Regions from separate parts of the Anas platyrhynchos genome. Here region 1 is linked to region 2. A link is a contact called in public Hi-C data. All regions are on one chromosome and are shown on one strand. Each heading gives the region's core, a stretch centred on a gene start, on an enhancer-like site or on the middle of the called end of the contact. The rest is flanking DNA. Distances are from core to core; before and after follow the strand shown. Region 1 has its middle 45 kb from the start of SMAD6. Region 2 has its middle 51 kb from the start of SMAD6.

Region 1 (2,700 bases), core at 34-2,533, 96 kb after region 2:
TGGGTGGATCTGGGTCAATCTTGACCTGGTGCTGCCCCATCCTGACTGATAACCAGGCTGATGTCCCCAGGTGTGGTGACAGCCTCTGGCTGGCTGCTCCCCTCCTAAGGGGCCTCTTGTGCTGAAGTGAGCAGGGAAGTGCAGAAAAGCAGAACTGCTGCTTGTCTCCTTTCCTCGTTAAAAGGAGTGGGAGGGAGAGAAACATCCAACGCGACCCCCTGCCCCCACAAAGCCTACCCTTGTCCTGGAGTATTAAAAACATCCTGGAGCTGAAACCATGCTTGTGCTCGACAGTGCTGGAGGAGGATTTCTGCCAAGACACTGACCCCTTGTGGATTTTGCAAATGTCTTTGCATCTATTTTTCCCTCTTTGAAAGGCAAAAATCCTCTTTCAGACCTTTGCTTGGTCCCTTGCAATCCGGAGCTATCGGAAGATTTATTATTAAACGGAGGCTCCGGGGTGATTTATGAAATTACAGCTGAGCCGTATTGTGCACTGGTTACAAATTGCAAAGATATTCCATGGGACGTGAGCTCCAATGAGCCTGGGATATATTACACTATGGGGAAAAGGGGAGCTTAAAACCAGCTGGCCGACTGTAACAACTACAGCCACTTCTCTTTGATGAGAAGATGATATACATCTGGGTTTAATACAAAACATGATGGACTGACACTGGCTTTCGGAATATCTTATACAAACTGGATAATTTTCACTTTTTTTTTCCAGAGCTGTTGCACCACTTTATTCTAAGTTATATTCCTTTTTTCCTGTTGTTTCTGCACGTGTTAGTGACTTCTTCAACTTTTATAAGGAGCTGGGGGTTGTTTCCCACCCGTTTCCAGAAGAGTTTCTCTCCCCACTCTTATCGAGTGCATGCAGCGATGCTGCAGTGCCATATGTGGGATCTCTGAGCTAAATTGGCTACCTATAAATACACCCCAGATGTTGATGGGGGGAAAAAGGAAACTGGAACACATTATCAGGAAGGATGTGTCGTCTTTGGAGCAAATCCCTCCCATGGAGACCCCTCCTCTAGCTGTTAATGACTGCGCTTCTCTAGGAGGAGTCATCCGAGCACCCTGCCACGGTGGGTGCGTGATATATATTATATATAAGGACACCTCTTATGGCCCTCCGGTCAGTAGGAAGTCCCCACGAGCCAGATGCTATAGGTTGTAGAGCCGTGTAGTTGCTCTGAAGATGAACCCAGTGGAGCTATGCTGATTGACAACATCTGGTCTAGAAATCTCCTGCCATCCACAAAGGCATGTCCTGGTCAGGTCTTGGTAATGCGGGAGTGGGAGGAATTTGTGAATTGACTCCTCTTCCTGAGATTTGCCATGAGCAGATTGCTCATGCAGAAACATTTTCAAACACTTCAATCCAAGAGAACAGCAATCTCCTATTTAACTTGTTAGTAAGTCACAGCATTTCATTTAACTCTCTTGTTTGCGTAACATTTTGCTCTGGTTTTGTCTGGCCTGTGTTAGCGTAGCTCTTAGATCTGCCTTTGTGAATATTTAATGGTAAGTCTAGAGTTTCCTACATTTGGGGTTTAAATTGACCGTCATGAATAACCCTAACACGCACCCATTTCCAGTAAATAATTCTCAGAGCCTGCATGCAACTAAACTTGCCTCAATCTTTCCAGAACTTTTCAGACTGTGTCCGTGGTTCCCTGCCATAGTGCTCCTGGGAAGTACCTGTGAATATCCACAGGGTATGAATCCTGCTCTCCAACGGTTCCTGCCAGAAGTACTTGTGTTCCCCCAGACCCACCTCTGGTCACTGTTTGGTACCATCAGGGAGCAGGCTGCATCCTTCCTGCTCAGCCCTCTGCACCTACGGGGGCTGCAGCTCAGGTGCTGCAACCTCCCAGGCTCAGCTCTTCACCTCTGGGTTTAAAGGGATGAAATTTTGGAGGGCGGCCCCCAGCTCTGGGAGCTGCTGGCTGTGTACTTTGTCCTTTATGGAGTGACCTGTGGATGGTGGAGCCCTTACATCTTTGTCAGCGTGATCCAGCACCACCGTGGTGCTGGCTGTGGGTCAGGATACTCCAGCTCCCAGCAGATTTTCCCCCCCGCAGTCGCCTTTTTAGGATTCTCTGGACCAAGCTGTGCTTTCATGTCTGGCAGCGTGGTCCCCGGAGAACCCTGTGGTCTGGCCTGGGAGAAGTGCTGCGAGGAGGATGGAGCGTAAAGCATAAATTTCTGCAACACCAAGCAGTCCTGGCTGAGCCTGGCCGTCCTAGCAGGGTTACGAAATACCGGCATGGCTTTCTGAGATACTAATTAGGGATGGACAAACCAGAGGGAAGAAAATAAGAAATCCCTTTGCACTCTTTCTGGGGTTAAAGAAAGTTCAGCTAGCTTTCTGCCTCCCCCTGTTATTTTTCCCTGTTGTGCAGGCTCTTCTCATCCAGGTTCCAGCAGGGCTTGGCCGCGGAGCTGCTGGAGCGCCGGGGGAGGCTGTAGCTGTCGCTGCAGGATTTCCAAACCGGGCTGCAAGAGGCCGGTAATCTCAATATGTGACTGGGAGCAATCCCCCTCTTGTGCTGCTGGCTCCCCAAAGAAACCAGGGATGTGTCACATACCCAGCAAAGATCTGGTTATTGCTCGGGGAGCTGGTAAATGTTATCCCATCTCCTACAGGTGGGGAAGGTGCTTGGTGTGGGGCTGTGCTCAGTGCTGCGGGAT
Region 2 (3,048 bases), core at 437-2,936:
TATTAGAAATGAAAGAACATCCTGAGTGATTATCCTGCAGCCTGAGACACCTCCCAGGAGCGTGGCACTTAAGGCCTCTGAAATGTTAACTGGGAGCAGGTGAACGTGTGCAGCCGTCACTATCCCTGAAATCTCTGGGTTTGGGAAGGCAAAAGTGTGGGTGTTGCAGCAGGCACAGCTCTGCTCCTGCTTCCCAGTGCTGCCTGCTTGGTACGGGAACGGCTCTGGACCTGCAGGACTTGGCACCGTGGCAGCCGACAAGATCAAGAGATGCCATGGGGAAAGAGAGGTCCTGTTGGGATTGCATTGTGTCTGCAGCAGTGCACATTGCATTTTCGAGGAGAGAGCGGTAATTTATTTTATTACAAGTTCACAGAATGGATTAATCCCTACAAGACGCATCGCTTCTTCACGTGGCCGAGGCTGTGAGCCAGCAAAAGCCGGTGCACGGACATCAGCCCCCGGGGCTTCACCCACACCTCAGGTTTCAGCGTGTGCTGGCAGCCCCCCGTCGTCTGCAGGAACGTAGCAGGAGCCGTTCTGTTGGATTGGGAGCAGAGAGGATCAAAAGCCGCCATGCAGATGCCAGGAGTTTGCCAGCTGGTGCTCGGCATCGTGGTGTCCTCAGCCCAACAACACGGTCGGCAGTAACACCAGAGCACTTGAGCAAAAAGTGTGCGATCCTAAAATAAAACCCAGACACAACATGTCCAGCGACCGCTGCTCTGCAGAGACACATTTTGAGGTGTAAATAATGGTGTTAAGGCATCGACTTCAACCATTTTTCACTGCGACACACACCTCGCCTCCCATAGTGCTTATCCTCTTCTTACCGGGTTTGCTTTGTTTTCCACCAAATTTCTTTTTTCCTGCACAAGAAGGACTCTAATCATTTCAGGGTGCTTGCCACCTACTATCAGTGGTTATTTTGGGGATAGCTCAGCAAAGCTTTAAAATGTCTGAACTGCATTAAAATGAATTGTTGGCATTCCAGCCCAAACCTCAGGAGGCAGGACTCCGCCATGAGAGCATGGAGGGAAGCGCTGCTGTAATAAAGCCTACATGTAATGAGGTTTGATGTGCCTGAAATTCAAAGTCTGGTCCACATTAGGAAACATTCGCTTGTTTAACTAAATCAGTTTCAAATTGATCTAATTAAACCCCCAGACAGCCTCGGTGTAGACATCTTCATATAGGCTTTAGCCTTGCGTAACCCAGTTTAGCTCAAACGCGTTAGGAAAAAATGGCCAGGGATTTGTTGGAGAGGGTTGCCACTTGCAGATCTGAGCTAGGTTGCCCTTTCAGATTTGTTCTCGTGTGTCTTGCTTCTTTAGCTCCTTGCCAGTCTCCTGTTTGCTGTTCTTTAACTCTGACCTCTCGCTGGCTTTGGGCACCATTCGGGTCCCGAATCAGAGCGCGCGGTGCCATGGTAGAAGAGCAGCGTGGCCAGCCAGGCAGTGTGAGCTACAATAACCAGCACACTGAGCACAAGCAGCACGCTGTGAAACCCCTGTAGGTTTTAATCTCCATTTCTAAACGCAGGACTCAAGGCTGGACATTCAGTGCCCTGGGTTTTTGCATGCGGCTGCGGTGGAGTTTCCAGTCTGGGGCTCAGAGCAGAGCCACGACGCGCACAGAGCTGCACGGGACGGCTAAAACGGGCACACAGGAGCAGTTGTCTTCTGTGCAGCTCTGCAAAGGGCAGTGATATCTTCCCTGTCCACCTAGGCAGCCTGTGCTGGAGCGAAACACAGCGTTCCTGGCGCAGCAATCGCTGGTGGCCTTCAGGGAGGCCGCCCTCCCCCTTGGCATACGGCGGGGCAGCCTTCAGATTGCCACTGTGTTGCGGGGCCGCACCAAGGGATGCGACTGAAAGAATCCCTTCTAGTGGGAAAGAGAGGCTCAGTGTTGAGCTCGTTTGATTTTTCTTTGCAGGAGAAGGAGCGATGATGCCAATTCTGAACTCAAGCATGGACTTCGCAGAGGTTAATGTACCCCTGGAGATCGGGGAACAAAACTGTCTGTCAGACAAAACTGTTTTTTGGGGCAAGGGAGGTGCAGCGCATAAAAGTACATTATATTCTGTTGACCATTAATTGTATAAATAAAACTCGGCTAAGAATGTTTTGATATGCCACTTTGTTTTCTCATAAAATACAGAGATTCCTGAAGCTGTGTAGAAATTCCATAGTAAACACAAAATCTGGCAAATCGTCTCCATCCCATGGAACACAGACGGATTTGCATGAGTCTCGGTGGAGCAGCAGCGTCGTGTGAGCAGGAGAGGCTGCGGGTCTTTCCAAAAGCAACGGGGACAAAACAGCAAACTCAACTCCTGCAACTCCCGTCCTGTGTGCCCAGCCTGGGAAAAGGAGCCGCTGTTCCCCGATGGCTGGGGAATCCCTCCCGCCTGTGTAAGACAGCACCAGTGGGATTTTGTAAAGATCAGTGCCCTGAACGTGATGTTCTCGTCTTTAGACCCTTCTGGAGGGCAGGGACTGTTGTAGTTGTTCTTGTGTATTTAGTAAGGAGAAATCAGTGCTCTGTTTGCATCCATGGTCCCAGCATTGCCTGGTGCACAGCAGCTAGAAGGTATTGATACGGGTTTTGGAAAACTTTTAATGGCACATCTGAGTGATGCTGACAGCGGCTGCCTGCCTGTGGCTGATGAGAGGTTTTCACATTCCTTTCCATATGCTCTCAAATGCCAGAGGAAATGTCCCAGCGGCTCAAATTATAGGTGTTCCTCAGGAGGAACGGCTGCATTGTTGTCAAACACCTGGAATTGGCAGCAGGCTGGAAAAAGAAGGCATCAGACACTCCTGGGTGCCCCTTCCCACCTCCCAGAGCAGCTCATCGTGCCCCTGGGCTCCCTTCAGCTGGAGCAGAGCAGAGGGGTGCAAATGTTCCCTGGGATGAACCCCATCCCATTGCCACCCACTGCTCTGCTTCTGTCTCTCAAATCTTCCCGTTCCCTACTGAAACAAAAGAGGATTCAGTTTCAGCCTCAAAGCTTTCTTCCCATGAAGTGAAGCCATGGATGGATTT

What was found. A called contact is a pair of places that touch in the nucleus more often than the background predicts.
Region 1: a contact with region 2 is called in a Hi-C map of liver, with 4 times the contacts expected there. The contact joins two enhancer-like sites. A contact is called at or near these places in 3 of 8 Hi-C or Micro-C datasets (liver, skeletal muscle and subcutaneous adipose tissue).

The regions. Positions count from the first base shown.
Region 1 is chr11:23,234,873-23,237,572 of IASCAAS_PekinDuck_T2T, forward strand. No RefSeq gene overlaps it. Among named protein-coding and RNA genes, the nearest start is that of SMAD6, 45 kb to the left of the region's middle. Within about 2 kb of position 1,284, at least 2 of the 8 cell types and tissues checked have an H3K27ac peak or open chromatin away from gene starts, as enhancers often do.
Region 2 is chr11:23,138,620-23,141,667 of IASCAAS_PekinDuck_T2T, forward strand. No RefSeq gene overlaps it. Among named protein-coding and RNA genes, the nearest start is that of SMAD6, 51 kb to the right of the region's middle. Within about 2 kb of position 1,687, at least 2 of the 8 cell types and tissues checked have an H3K27ac peak or open chromatin away from gene starts, as enhancers often do.